Linked DNA regions of Zea mays: region 2 is linked to region 1. The links are chromatin contacts, called in public Hi-C maps. All regions are on one chromosome and are shown on one strand. The core of a region is the stretch at or near the end of the contact, and the rest is flanking DNA. Distances in the headings are between cores, read along the strand shown. Region 1 holds the start of LOC100285661 (acyl-coenzyme A oxidase 2). Region 2 holds the start of LOC100303840.

Evidence for each region. Hi-C and Micro-C count contacts between places; a contact is called where the count stands out from the background.
Region 2: a Hi-C map of bundle sheath shows a contact between it and region 1, with 2.2 times the contacts expected there. The contact joins the promoter of LOC100303840 here to the promoter of LOC100285661 in region 1. A contact is called at or near these places in 3 of 25 Hi-C or Micro-C datasets (bundle sheath, ear and tassel).

Annotation. Positions count from the first base shown.
Region 1 is chr3:185,042,905-185,049,601 of Zm-B73-REFERENCE-NAM-5.0, forward strand. LOC100285661 (acyl-coenzyme A oxidase 2) reads right to left here and starts at 3,192. Exons shown (of 13, transcript NM_001158552.1): 1 at 2,579-3,192; 2 at 1,513-1,630; 3 at 1,311-1,418; 4 at 1,060-1,232; 5 at 796-895; 6 at 644-718; 7 at 1-67. The coding sequence starts at 3,069. It overlaps LOC100383526 (Protein HESO1), which reads right to left. Exons shown (of 9, transcript NM_001176174.1): 8 at 5,478-5,585; 9 at 4,421-5,380. The coding sequence ends at 4,559. It overlaps LOC103651016 (a long non-coding RNA gene), which reads left to right and starts at 3,358. Exons shown (of 2, transcript XR_564529.3): 1 at 3,358-3,456; 2 at 3,686-4,133.
Region 2 is chr3:185,583,638-185,590,232 of Zm-B73-REFERENCE-NAM-5.0, forward strand. It overlaps LOC100303840, which reads right to left and starts at 4,803. Exons shown (of 1, transcript NM_001364561.1): 1 at 3,873-4,803. The coding sequence starts at 4,798. The coding sequence ends at 4,478. LOC100273154 (putative protein S-acyltransferase 16) reads left to right here. Exons shown (of 6, transcript NM_001147600.1): 6 at 664-1,220. The coding sequence ends at 711.

The sequences.
Region 1 (6,697 bases), core at 1,942-4,441:
GGGCATCTGGTGCAATTGAAAAGGCTCTCCTTGACAAACTGTATCTCACAGCAATTGCTAGGCTGACCTGTATCCATGGAAAGTAAAGAACATGTCATTATTTCCAATACATTTATATCCATACTTCAACAATGAACACAAGGCACATTCCTCAGTAAAGGGTCAAACTTGCCCAAGTTATTTCTTTAACAAATCAACCTATCTTTGCTGACAGGAAGTTGAATCAGTTCCTTCAAATAAACAATCAAGTCGCCCATTGGTTCTTCAAATGTGCTAGTGTTAGAGATAGAGCTGTATATATCTTGTATTGTACTCTTCTTGTAACAGAAGGCAACTCCACTATCCTCATCAACAACAATAAGGGTGTGTGGTGTTTTTCCTGTTCTCTACAGCTAGGTTTTTTTTTGGGGGGGGGGGGGGGGGGGGGGGGCAATTCAACTTGTTATCTATCCTTTTTCCAAAATGAGTGATGTTCCACTTCGGTCAAGCTGGTCGGTTACCTTTTATTGGGACAAATTTGATTAACTGCCTCGTTAAATTGGATAAGTAACTTACTGCAAGATTGGGGGACTATATTTGTTAAATTCATCAGCAAAACATTTTTTCCTGTGTTTACAAGAGAAGAAAATGCCTTGCAACACACCTTTGAAATGTAGACTGAGTTAACTGCAATGTTTACTCGACCAAGTGTAAGCGGAGATAGGAAAGCTGCAAACCTCTGCAAATCAAGATTGCATTTCTTAAGAAAAAGAAGAATAAGAAATCCTGGTAACATATTCAGAGAGATAGAGGGACCTGATCTGGATTATCTATCATGCTAACATATCGCCCATCTGGCAAAACATCAGCAACCAAATTAAGCAAGTTCTCACGAGGAACACGTATATTCTGAAACCTGGTATAGAAGTAAAAAGTAAGATATGATATACATTAAATGATGTATATAACACTGTTTTTAAGGCGTCGCCTAGGCATCCAGGCGGTGGTCCAACGCCTTGTCTCGCCTTACCGCTTTAAAAACCATGGTATATAATAATACAAAAAAATACAAGTACTCACCAAATCCGCCCATTATCAACGCCATTCAGTCCAATCTTATGGCCACAGTCAGCTATATGGATATTAGGCAACACAGTTCCATCTTCATCCCTAATTTGAGCTACAAAAGCATGAACTCCTTCATTTCTCCCATTTATATGAAGTTGACAAAAGACTATTGTATGTGTTGCATGCTGCAAAAGGGCATGGAAATCTTTAGCAAGTTGTGACTGAATGCAGAGTGCAGATGCACACATTTTCTTAATTCTTACATTGGCAGCTCCACCAATCCAGTACTTCTGAGCTGATTCACATGGAGTATTTATGATGAACTCTCTTGTTTCTGAATCATAAGTTGCTATTGTTTCTATTCCTCGCACCTTTTGTAACAAAGAAACAGCAACAGAACTTAATCAGCACAGTTAGTGAGATTATACCGTAAAAAGTATGCTTAGCCCAAATCTATGCACGTACATTGCTTCCATGGCCTAGTTCTGTCATTGCAAAACAACCCTTGATATCATAATTTTCCGTGGCAACCAACCACTTGTCATGGTGGCGCTTTGTTCCAAGAAACTTGATGGCACTGCCCCTGGAACACATAGAGAAATTTAATAAACTAAACATGAGAAGATTGCAAACAAAAGAACTCCATACAACACTGGTAAACTCTACACAACAAGTGGCTTACTGCTGTACTACAAGAACATTCTCACCAAAGGAAATAAACCTAACAAAAACATGCTGGCTTCTTTAAGAGTCAAGACCATTCCTGTAGTATCATTGCTAAGCATTCACTTTAAACAAAGTTAATATAAAGACCCAAATGATCATCTGGTCTTGAAAATCTCTGTAAAACTGTTATAACCTCAGACACAGACCTGTTTGTTTTGGACCCTAGAAAAGCTACCTGGCCCAGGCAACAATTCCATGCACCCAAAATTTACTTGTGTGCGGCTAGATGATAAATTCTAGTAGCAGAATGATACAGAAAGGCATCCTGGTGCTGACATAAACCGTGGCTTCCAGCTGGTCAACGCCAGCACCATCACTATTAATTATTCCCTCCATCCTAAAATACAAGGTACCGTAGAAATTTTAGGACAGATTATGCAGTAAAACAAATGACCAATAACCCTCCCTTAACTATAGAGAGATCTTGTGCTTACTATATTTTGAACCTAGTGGTACACACTAATGGCAGGTCCGCATGTGGTTGGTGCTTTGGGAGAGTTAATTCACCTAGAATACCTTATAACTTGAGACAAATTTTAAATGCTTCGGTATAGGGAGTACAAAGCAATAGGCTTCGTGTGCATTTTGTTTCTGTTTCATTGCGGTTTGTCTATCTCAAGGACCTGAAGATTTCCTGTAGCCCGTTGGGGGCGTGTCTACCGTTTAGGGAAAACACAAACCACCCAAAAGAATTAGCGCATCGAAAACACCGGATGGAACTTTTAAACCGCAGGCAGAAAGCATAAGCAATCAGTTATACGAAGGACCCAGAATAACGCTGGAAATAGCTAGCAGCAAAAATTACCAGAGGAAGAAGTGGACGCCAATCTTGATGGCGAGAGAGTGGTCATAGATGGCGATGCAGTCGAGGAGCGCTAGTTTGCGGAGCTCGGCGGCAGCGCCGTCCTCGGTGAGCCACCCGCGGAACACGCCGCGCCGATTCAGGTACGCGATCCGCCGCATGGTGGCCTCCCGCTGCCCTTCCTTGCCGTCGTTGAAGTCCGGCGCCACGAACACCCTGGATCCCGTCCGCGAACTCCGGCTGCGGAAAAGGGGGCTCTCCTCCATGGCGCGGAAGAGCCAGTCCCGCGTGGGCAGGTCGTGCCCGTCCAGCAGAAGCCTGAGGTCGGCCGGCGCAAACGCCGCCGGCCGCTCCGTGGACTCCGGCGGGACGTAGCTGAGGCAGCAGGAAGGTTCCAGGGGGCTGCTCGCCGGGATGGGGGCGGCGGCCGCGGCGAGGTGGCGCGCGATGGCGGCGGCGCGGCGCGCCGCGGGCGACGGCGAGGTGAGGTCCATCGCGGAAGGGTTGGGAGCTTGCGGTTCGGAACGGAACGGAGGAGACGGAGCAGTGCCGTGGAGGTCTGGGTGATCGACGGGATTGCTGGTGAGAGCGGGACAAGGAAGCAACAAAACAACCTTGAGGTAAACGATGCGGCGCGATGAGACGAGTTGTTGAGTGACGATGACGAAGACGAACGAGACAATCCAAGTCGGGTGTCAGAAGAAACCGAGAAATCGCGCCAATGATACAGAGTATATGCGCCGAGTCAGCGTGAGGTTGCATCTCGGCACACGTTTCTTTGAGGATAGGGGAGAACAGTTTTTTTTTATGGAAGAACGGTTTGACAAAGCTTGTCAGTTGAAGCCTTTGGTCGTTCATGGGTTTTCTCCACTCCTCTTGAGGTGATCACATGCTGGCCCTCTTTTTTTTTCCTTGACAAGTCAAGAAGCAACAAAAATTACAGCATATACCAAGATGCAAATCTTTTTTTAGAAGTTTAAAACATTTTTTTAGAACAAAACTGTCGGTTGCTAGCTTCATTCATATATAGTTCGATTTTCTAGTCTAAGAGCATCTTTAAGAGACTCTTTATTTTTTACTCTCTATTTGACTCTTTATTTGTCTCTCCAGTTACAATCGAAGTTCAACCGAAAGGGAAGTGCAATCCTAAGAACACAAGAATTTCACAGGAGTAGGATAGGAATTTTACAAGTTTTCGTTTAAAAACGCAGGAAAGACACAGGATTCAGGAAATAATCGTTCAATCCAAAGAAGCCCTAAGTTTGAAGAGAAAGCTCTCAAGTTCAGTGTGTTCAGATGCCGCCGTCATGTTTCCTGCGAGTATCCTGGTCCTCCTTCCATAACTAAAAGATATTCCTGCTGGAAACAGAGTAAACTTGAGTAGTTTTGTTTGCAGTTGCGCTACTTGTTCAGTTAGTTGAGAGTTGTTGGTGGGTCATGACCGATCATTTTCGTGGACGATTTTTATCCTTACAGCCAGGATCAATCATGGTGCTATTGTGCTACTAGATTCTCCGTATGGCAGAATGAAAGTAGGGTTGTAATTGAGATTTCAAGATATGTTGTTTACTTCCGCGTGAAAAAAAAAAACAGTTGGACTGTTGGATTTTGTGGACCTAAGCCAATAGAGAAAAAACAATTGATTCCTAAAAAATCTTAAAAGCTCATATATGGCGTGAGGCAGCTTTTTACATGATGAATATTTCTGCGTGTCATGGACCAGCTATTGTACTTTATTTACATGATACGTGAGCATACGGAGAAGGGCGATGAATTTCTGAGACACGATAAATAAACCCAATCACACCTTAAAAAAAATTAATTGACACATACTACGAACCGACTGCTAACAGCAATTTTTACATAAGGAAGAGTTGTCCACCAGTAAAGAAGTGCTAGAATTTTTTACACAAGGAAGAGCTGCCCAGCAGTCAAAATCCAGCCGATTTGCCTGTTACTACTATCCTCCTGAGATGCTGACGGCTACCTTCGCAGAGCTGCACTGCCCGGTGCTTGGGACCTTGAGTCCCATGTCGATCCGTTGTTAAACTGTCCACGAACGGGCTCGTACCTCGCTGCCGTCGCAGAAAGCCTGTTATTCTGATGGTTTGATGGGTATCCCTTTCGCCGCTGCTGATTCTGGTGCGGACCGTCGGTTTGGAACCCTGCATTATACACCTGTTGATTGTGGATCTCATATATTCCTCCAGGTGGCAACCCTGCTCTATAAGCATGGACTTGATTATGGCTTTGGTATGGCCCTGTTTGAAACCCAGTAGCGTATACCTGCTGATTATGATTCTGGTAGGGTTCAGCTGTCTGGGACCAAGTAGGATACACCTGTCGAGCAGTATGGTTCTGGTAAGGCGCGGTCTGATGCACTGCAGTATTTGTTACTTGATTGCGGATGGCTGTTTGCCGAACTGTTGTCGGCTGCACATGGTTGTGGTATTGCACTGCTGTTTCATGTGCTGTAGTGTTCGCTAGTGGATTTTCATGGACTGATCTGGTTCCAGTAAACCCTCTCGCGCTGGGTGCTTGGCCTCGATCACGCCACATCTGTCCTCTAATCCTGCTATGCACATTATTCCTTGGAGATTTTGGGTAAGAGTTCTCTCTGACTCTCACACCAAGTTTCAAGCGAACAACAGGGGTACACAACAGTGCCAATAATTCATTCCGATCGATATGTTCCAGAGACTTAAACTTGTGACAAGCATCATTGAATGCAATAGCAATGAGGTCAAGGCCTTTCATACTAACTGCTCTAGCGGCATTATCAGGTCTCTCTACAGGATCTTCAACCTGAACAAAAGATGGCAAAGAGATGGGATGTAAGTTGTAAAATACATAGGCTAAAATTAAGATAAGCAACAACTACCAAATGCATAGGCATTCCTACAAATAAATGGTAAGATTTCCTCATCCAACTTGGGTTGTTCTGGATTCGCTCAATCTGGCCCGAGTAAGTAGATATGACATTATCTGTTAAGGCATTGATATGAGCAAACTGCAAGTAATGAAAGCAGTGGTCAGAACATGATATAACCATCTAAATTTCTTTCTCTTAGGTTAATAAATAAATTAATGCTGCAATACATTTTGGCATTTGAATAGGTAACACTTTTGATAGCCAGATAAACAATATAATACCCCCAACTATGTCAGAAAAAAGATGTCATAAATCCCAAGCATATTTTGTTCCATCAAATCTTTAACCTATCAAAATAAAATAATCTCATGATATGTGAATAGCTCATTTGGCAAAAAGTGTTATTCCCTAAAAAGATTAGTGGAATTCATGGGTTAGTACAGACTTAAAAGTTAGCTTAGTGGACCCAAAATTTTAAACCAACAACCTTTATAGGGCAGCTAGCTTTCAATGGGCTGTTGCGATATGCTATGTTAAAGAATCTAGCTGGCATAGGGAAATTGAACCCATTATAATGGAAAATTTTGGGCTATACTTATAAATATAAAAGATATTTGATGAAATAATGAGTTACTTAAATTTTATTCAGAGACAGGGTGTTGCAATAATCCAGGACTTCAAATGTATCAGGTCTAAGAGCGTACACAAGTCAACAAGGATTGAAGAACATAATGTAAAGCGGCATGGATAACCACTACAGTACCAAATTAGACCCAGGCTGAATAAAAAAAATTTCAACAGTAACAAACCAAACTATAAGGCTGTTTCCAGCAGCTAGCCAGCTACCCTATCACATCCCCTATTTCATCCTCTATTTCAAACTTCACTCTGCAAACAGCGTAAACTATAGTGCAAATCCCTTATTTTTACATGACCAGCTGCGGACAGCCTAAACTTTTTTAGCCTCCCAAGCTCACTCCAAAGATAAGACTCTTATTCAACCCTTCATAAAGGTAATAAGGGTCTGTTTGGGGGAGCTCCAGTTTCAACTTATCCAAAGAGAATCACGCCCAACCAGCCAAACGCTCAAAATGCTAATTGATTCAAGTGGGGAGCAGGAGAGAATCACTTCTCCATTTACACTAGAAGTTGGGAGCTAAAAAATTGTTTCACTCTGCTCCCTGTTATATTCTGGTAGGGACCAACAGAGAATCAATTTTCATCAGCTACCACCTTGCTCCCTCCTAGGA
Region 2 (6,595 bases), core at 3,553-6,052, 540 kb after region 1:
AAGGCTGGAAACGTTTATCATCATCCTTATAACCTGGGAATCTATGAGAACCTAGTTTCGGTGAGGACATTTCTTCATTTGTATTATTAAATTTTTTGCCAAAATACAATCAGAGACCAGCCTAAGTGCATTGGTATGTAAATAACTAAACATAAATATCCTTTCCCAGATTGAAATAACACTAGCGTGTCTTCTCCATTCCCATGGATTGGACTTTATATTTGTCTATTCAAAGGACTAACTGAAGTCCAGGTCTTATCTGGTGTGGTTTATGTTGTTTTTCACATATCCATTTCTTTATTACTGGGTTTGTCGTATTAAGCTTATGTTATAGATATATTCTCTTGAAATTGTTGTTTCTGGGTTCATTGCTTAAATACAGGAGGTGACCAATTATTACCAAGGACCTTCCAACATTTTGTTGTTTTTCTTATACAGGTGCTAGGTCCTAACATGTTGTGCTGGCTGTGCCCAATATCAAGGAACATCGGAAATGGTGTTCGTTTCCGCACATCATATGACACTCCACTATCAACTTCAGCAATGTGATGCACACCATATAGGGGTACACTCATGTTGGATACTCCCTCCGTTTCTTTTTAGTTGTCGCTGGATAGTGCAAAATTGAACTATCCAGCGACAACTAAAAAGAAACGGAGGGAGTATCTGCTAAATCGCAAAAGAAACTCAGGTGCCCACACAAAGTGCTAGGTTTGCTATTCTTCACAGTTCTGATTTTTAGCATTTAACCAAAGCGTTTGTGTATCCTTAAAAGGAGAGTGTTTTCCAATGCTTGAACTTTTGTAGTAAGGGTGTGCTACATCAAATCCAGCGTGTTTAGGATACTGCTACATACATCAAATCCTAAAGCCTCCTAGAATCTGTCATTAGGAATTTTTAGAGATGCTGACATACTTAGATTTTTCTCTCTTTTTGGGGACATTCTTGATCAAATAAGTAATTATTGCTTGTGTAGTAGACTAGAGTGGGCTGTATTAACACACACTAAAAAAAACGGAAAGAAAAGGAAAGATGTACTCGTGGTTGTTCTGTTGTAAAATTATGTCCAAACTGGTTTTTTTTTGTCGTGAAAGCTCGTCAGCTCGTGTATTGTTTTGTCAGATAGTACATAGGAGTAATGAGTGTTAAGGACCAATCAACCAAATACTATTTTATGTATACACTTGTTGAGAAATACACGTGGATATAGCTGTTTGCACATATGGGTGTATCCTATTTGTTTTGTGAGCTGTACCAGCACGCGTTACTCGTTATCTCTGCCGCCTCGCCTGGAATCTGGATTCCTGCATGTTCCTGATTACACAGCTGATCAAGAGGTCGTCTGGCTACGAACCTTGGGAATGACCCTGCAGAGTAGTAATCGTCTGGCACAGCATTATAGACAGTCAATGCAAGGCTGGGCTAGCGAATCACTTCCTGCATTGGCTGAAACCCTGAGCGAGAGGCAGAATAGTCTGCACGCATACTCGGAGGCCCGGCGCAGACCGTAAAGCAGTACCTCTGTTGACCAGCAGCGTATGCCTCTTTACTGTGAAGGCACGCATAGGCCGTTGAGAATTTCTAGCGGATAAAATGCTATTGAAAAACAGGTATAAGCAGAGCACTTTTGGAAGATTCATCCACTGCATGGTTTCGTTCTGCTCTTTGCGTTACGTTCGGAGACAGTAGTCCATACTCGTATTGGTCAGGAACAAAGAGCTAGGGGTGGTATCATCTAGATCACTGAACTTGTATGCTAACATTAGTCCGAACAAGTTCTCTTATCCTGTTACCCCGGCCGCATCTCTCCTGAGCTTCCTATCTCCCTTCTCGGTACCCGCCCTCTATCTCTCCTGAGCTTCCAGTCTCCTCCCTCCCAGCTTACAGGCGATGGCAGGCTGTGCTTGGACCAGTAGTAAGTAGCCTGGCATCAGGGAACAGCGCAACAGGTTACTGCTGGCTAAGCATTTCAGAGACCAACAGTCCTTTGGAACTGCATAAACCTATGATTGCGCGCTAAGCATTTCAGAGACTGGGAACAGCGCTTGGGCAGCACAGGTTACTGCTGGCTACAGCAAGAGGCAGCAGAGATACCCTTGACAAGGGGAAGGGATGGTCTGAAGGTGCAACAGCGCCCGCCTTTGCTTTCCTGGTCACCGTACGTCTTAAGAGCACTGTACCACCATCCACGGTTAAATCCCTACTAGTGTCAGCAACGGCTAGCAACCATTTTTTGTTGTCGGTCAGGAGTGAAACACTGACGTGTACTTCTTCAGTTTGCCTCAGCCTCAGTATGAAGCCACAAAAGATTCAAGTATATGCTCGAGGATTTCTATGCTGCACATAGACTGAAACAGACGATCAAAGCCAGAATATTTATTTGTTCACGTACACGAATGGTGTGGTCAGGTCAGGAAATGATGTCCGTCCTCCTCGAAACTCTTCGTTTAAAAAAAATAGTACCATATCTATATATATATTTGGCGCCCAGACAGCCGTCCATGTCGGATATGGATGAACTCTCCGGAAGGGGCGGCTTTGCGGTACAGGGCGCAGAGGGCAGGGCATCCATCCAGAAGCCGTATGTATGTATACATGCAGGCGGCGGCCGTGCCGGGCTCTGCTGCGGGCTTTTGCATTGCATCGATACAGTGCGCGAAGAGAGGAGAGGAGGACTCGCTGCCTCGCTCCACCTCCATAGGCGGCGGATCGCAGCAGGACCACACTGCGGCGCGCCGGTGCAGCCGACGATCCTGCTGCATATGCAGCGCAAGCGTTAGTAGCGTAGCGTGGCAGCGGGGGCGAGAGCATGCATGGGTCCCTGGCATCTTCAGCGCCGATGGACGACCGCTGAAGCAAAAGCCCCGCCTCCGGCTCCGGCGTGAGAGCAGCAGCGTGTTATGTTTGGCATGGATCTGCTCCACCCCAGAGCAGCTCTACTCTAAAACTCTGGGTGGAGCAGCTCTGCTCCAGAGTTTAGATTGTTTCTCATAACCAGTGGCAATGGCGGGTAAATAACTCAAAACTCCATGACTAGGTTGCTTTTTTGGAGTTTTCAGAGCAGCAAAAGAGGTACTCCAAAAAATTGTACTGCAGCTCCAAAAACTCCATAGAGTTTACAACTCTGGAGTTAGGGTGTTTGGCATGCTCTGGCCAGCTCCTCCTTGGAGTTTTGCTCTGGAGCCATGCCAAACAGGTTAAAGGGGGCGAGAGGAAGCATGGGCAGGCGAATATGCGTGGCAGGGCGTGTGATCTACTTACTATAAGGCATGCTAGGTCAGAGCAGAGCTAGGCCCTCCCTCTCCTGTCATTCCAGATACAAGGATGACGCTTATTACGTACTACTCCGGTTAATGCTAACAGTTCGTTGGGACGATGCTTGTAGTCGGTAGAGTAGCGGTCGGCCTGTCGTCGTAGCTAGCCTTCCAGTGTACTCCTACATGTATCGTAACTAGACGTGGCAGATGAATGGGGGGCCTTGTACCAATTGGAGCAGCAAGTGGGAGGAGGCGGTGGCGTGCAGGGCACAGCCTACAGCCGGCCGGCACAGGTGCGCTCAGATACGGAGGCGTCGTTTTGGGAGTAAATTATGCAGCGCGTCAGCACCCCGGCCGGCCTCGGGAGTCCGCCACGCCAGCAGCAACGTCTTTCCCGGTCCCGGCCGGCGCGGAATGGTCGTGCTGCAGCCTGCCAGGCAGACTCTTGCCTCCCGGCCTCTTTTGGCTCCTCCTATACAACTTCCATCCTTAATTACTGTTATAATACATTACATTATGCCATTACGTATGGTAACTATTTGCCGTAGAACCCTGTCAGCTAGTCGTATGCTACGGTCAGTGACGAACGCTGATCCGGGTCGTCCGGCACATGCATTTGGCAGCGAGAACTAGCGGTGTTTTTTTTCTTTCTGGCCGCCTTTTCAGGATTACGGATTACACAGTGGAGGGGAGGAAAATGTAAACAAATAGTAGCAAGAGGAGCAGCAGTCGAATCGCACTCCGATGCGCGATGAGGACGGCTCTCACGCACCGCGCCAAGGCAAGGGGGCGCAGACGCCACAGCACCGCCAAGCAAAGCAACTAGCTAAACTACAGCTACAGCTCCAGTTCCTGTATACTAGAGATGCTCACGTTACATTGGAACAGCAGAAGCGCCGTGAGACTGCAAATCTCCGCCCCGCACCGAACGGAAGGAAGAACGTAAGGCTCGATCGAGGTGCTAAAGGAACAAGACTACGAGAGCATTAAAGCAGGAGAGAAAATAATAAAAAAAATAATAATCTTCTCTTTACACAAGGTTCGTTCGTGGTTCCCTAATTAAGACCGCGGAGGCGGATCGAGCGTCTCTTGACCTGCTCGGCGGCGGCGGCGGCTTCCCCTCCTCCTCCTCCTCTCCCCTCGGCTTGCTGCTCGCGTCCTGCATGCGGCTCCGCATCATGTCCGGCGCCATTGCATCAGGGACACCGAGGGCTCAGGCGTCAGGCGTACTCGCGCCAGCACACCAGCATCGTGACGCAGCGGCGCATGATGTAGAACCGCGCGCGCTGCTCCTTGACGAGCCGCGCGCACCGCCCGGAGAAGGACGACCGGCCCTTGTCGGCGCCGCGCACGCCCATGCCCGCCTTGCCGCCGCTCCTCTTCCTGCTGAACAGCCTGCTGCTGCACGGCTTCTGATCCTCGGCTGATGCTGCTGCTGCGAAGAGCTCCATGGATGGATGTCCAGTGGAGTGAGGCGAGTGAGTGAGTGAGAGAGATGTGTGTTTTGATCTGCGGTGGTCTTGTATGTGGAGGAAGCGCATAGCATAGCCCGCCGGCCGGCCGGTTGGTTATATATACTGGAGTGGGGAGGCCTGGCCACCTCGGTGCGTGGTCGTAGGCAGCCGCCCGCCCCCAAGCAAAAGGACCCACTTGATGTTTTTTCTATGCGTGTATGCAGGGTTTTTGCTGTTCGGAGTTCACGCCTCGTTTTTTTTCATCCATTTTTTCTACACCTGCAGCCTCTGAGTCTGCTCGGCGGTGCGCTGCGCTGCTGCTGCTGCGTCTTTTGCTCTCCGTCCTCCTCCTCGTCCACACGGGGACAGTTTTTCTCGCCTTGCTTGTCTTTCTCTTTTATGTTTTTTCGGCGGATACGTGGACATCGGGGGAAATGACAAGCTAGCCTGCAGGTTTTAGGCCACAGTCACTTCCCAATTTTTTTATTTTTACTTTTAAGAAAATCAGCTGCAGGGAACGAACAGTGAACTTGACTAGCGAAGCCGCATGGCGACCTCATGTCATGCATGCGTGGCGGCACGCAGATATTCAAAGGCTTCAGACACCGCAAGAAGCAGGCGGACACGACACCCCCTTCCCTCCCAGGCGGCCAGGCCAGGCCCCCCACAGGCCACACGCACACGCACACGGAGGGAGACGCACGGGCGGTGCAGTGCAGAACCGCAGAGCAGCTGGTGTCTCTGTGTGCGGGAGGTCAAAAAGCTCGCGGAACCCCCAGCCAGACCTTTGGCTCGAAATGGGCAACAAAGGTAAAGCGGCAGGTTGGTCAGGTCGCCCGCACGGACGGACGGACGCGCCGGCGGCACCCTTGCGCATCCAAAGGCCCGCCCGCCCCGTCCGTCGCGTCGGGTCGATATCCTCGCGTGGCGAGTCGCAAAGCCTGCGACACGATCACGAGCGCCGCGGGCGGCCCGTGCGTCGCGACGGGGCTCGCGGCCGGCCGTACGTGGGGGAGTGGGGTTCGCGGGTGGGCAGCGCAGTGCGTGGGCCGTGTGAGGCGGGTCAGCAGCAGAGCGGGGTGGCGTCAGCTTTACACTGTAGCGCGCGAACCGAGCTGGCACGGCAGCGAGGCGGCAGTCTGGCGCGGTGGTGGACCGGGCGGGCGGGCGGGCGGTTGGGGTCCCGTCCCAGCGGCATCAGCTCCCGCGCTCGCTCCGCGGCTACAGAGGCGCGGCGCAGTGCTCTTCGTCCTCCGCCTCGGGAAGGCGGCGACGGACGGGCGGGCGGTCGGCCACCCTGGCCACAGCGCAGCCCGAGCGCGGCCGGGCCCTGACGCCGTCGTCGCCCGAGTCAAAAACAACAGCGGCGTATACCCACCCCACCGTGCCCTATGCCCCCTATCGAGTTCGAGTGTCGACGCCCGTGCGCAATGAGTTCTTTCGCACGGAACGGCAGCTAGCTACCCTACCAGCCGTTGTTCTCTCCGGTCCAAGAAGAAGAAAGAGAGCTGCATCTGCATGGGGGGCGGGCACAGCTTCTGTCTGCCATGTGATGCTGCTACTGCTGCTAGCCATGAGATCCAAAGGCGCTTGCTGCCGTGCCCGAGAGAGAGAGAGGGGTCGGTCGGGCCAAACGGGCATGATGCTTTGCTGAGTGGACCGGTCAACATGCATGGCCCCGGGACGCCGGATTTTTCCCGTCCTTTTCCTTTCTTTTTCTTTTTTCTTTTTTCAATGGAACCAAGGACAAATTAAATACTGTCTCATATATACATACATTTGATTTGCCAACAAAAAGAAAAGGGAAATTTAGATCCATATCATTAAAAGATCACCACTTTGGATCTATACCATTACTATCTCACTTACATGTGGGTCCACATG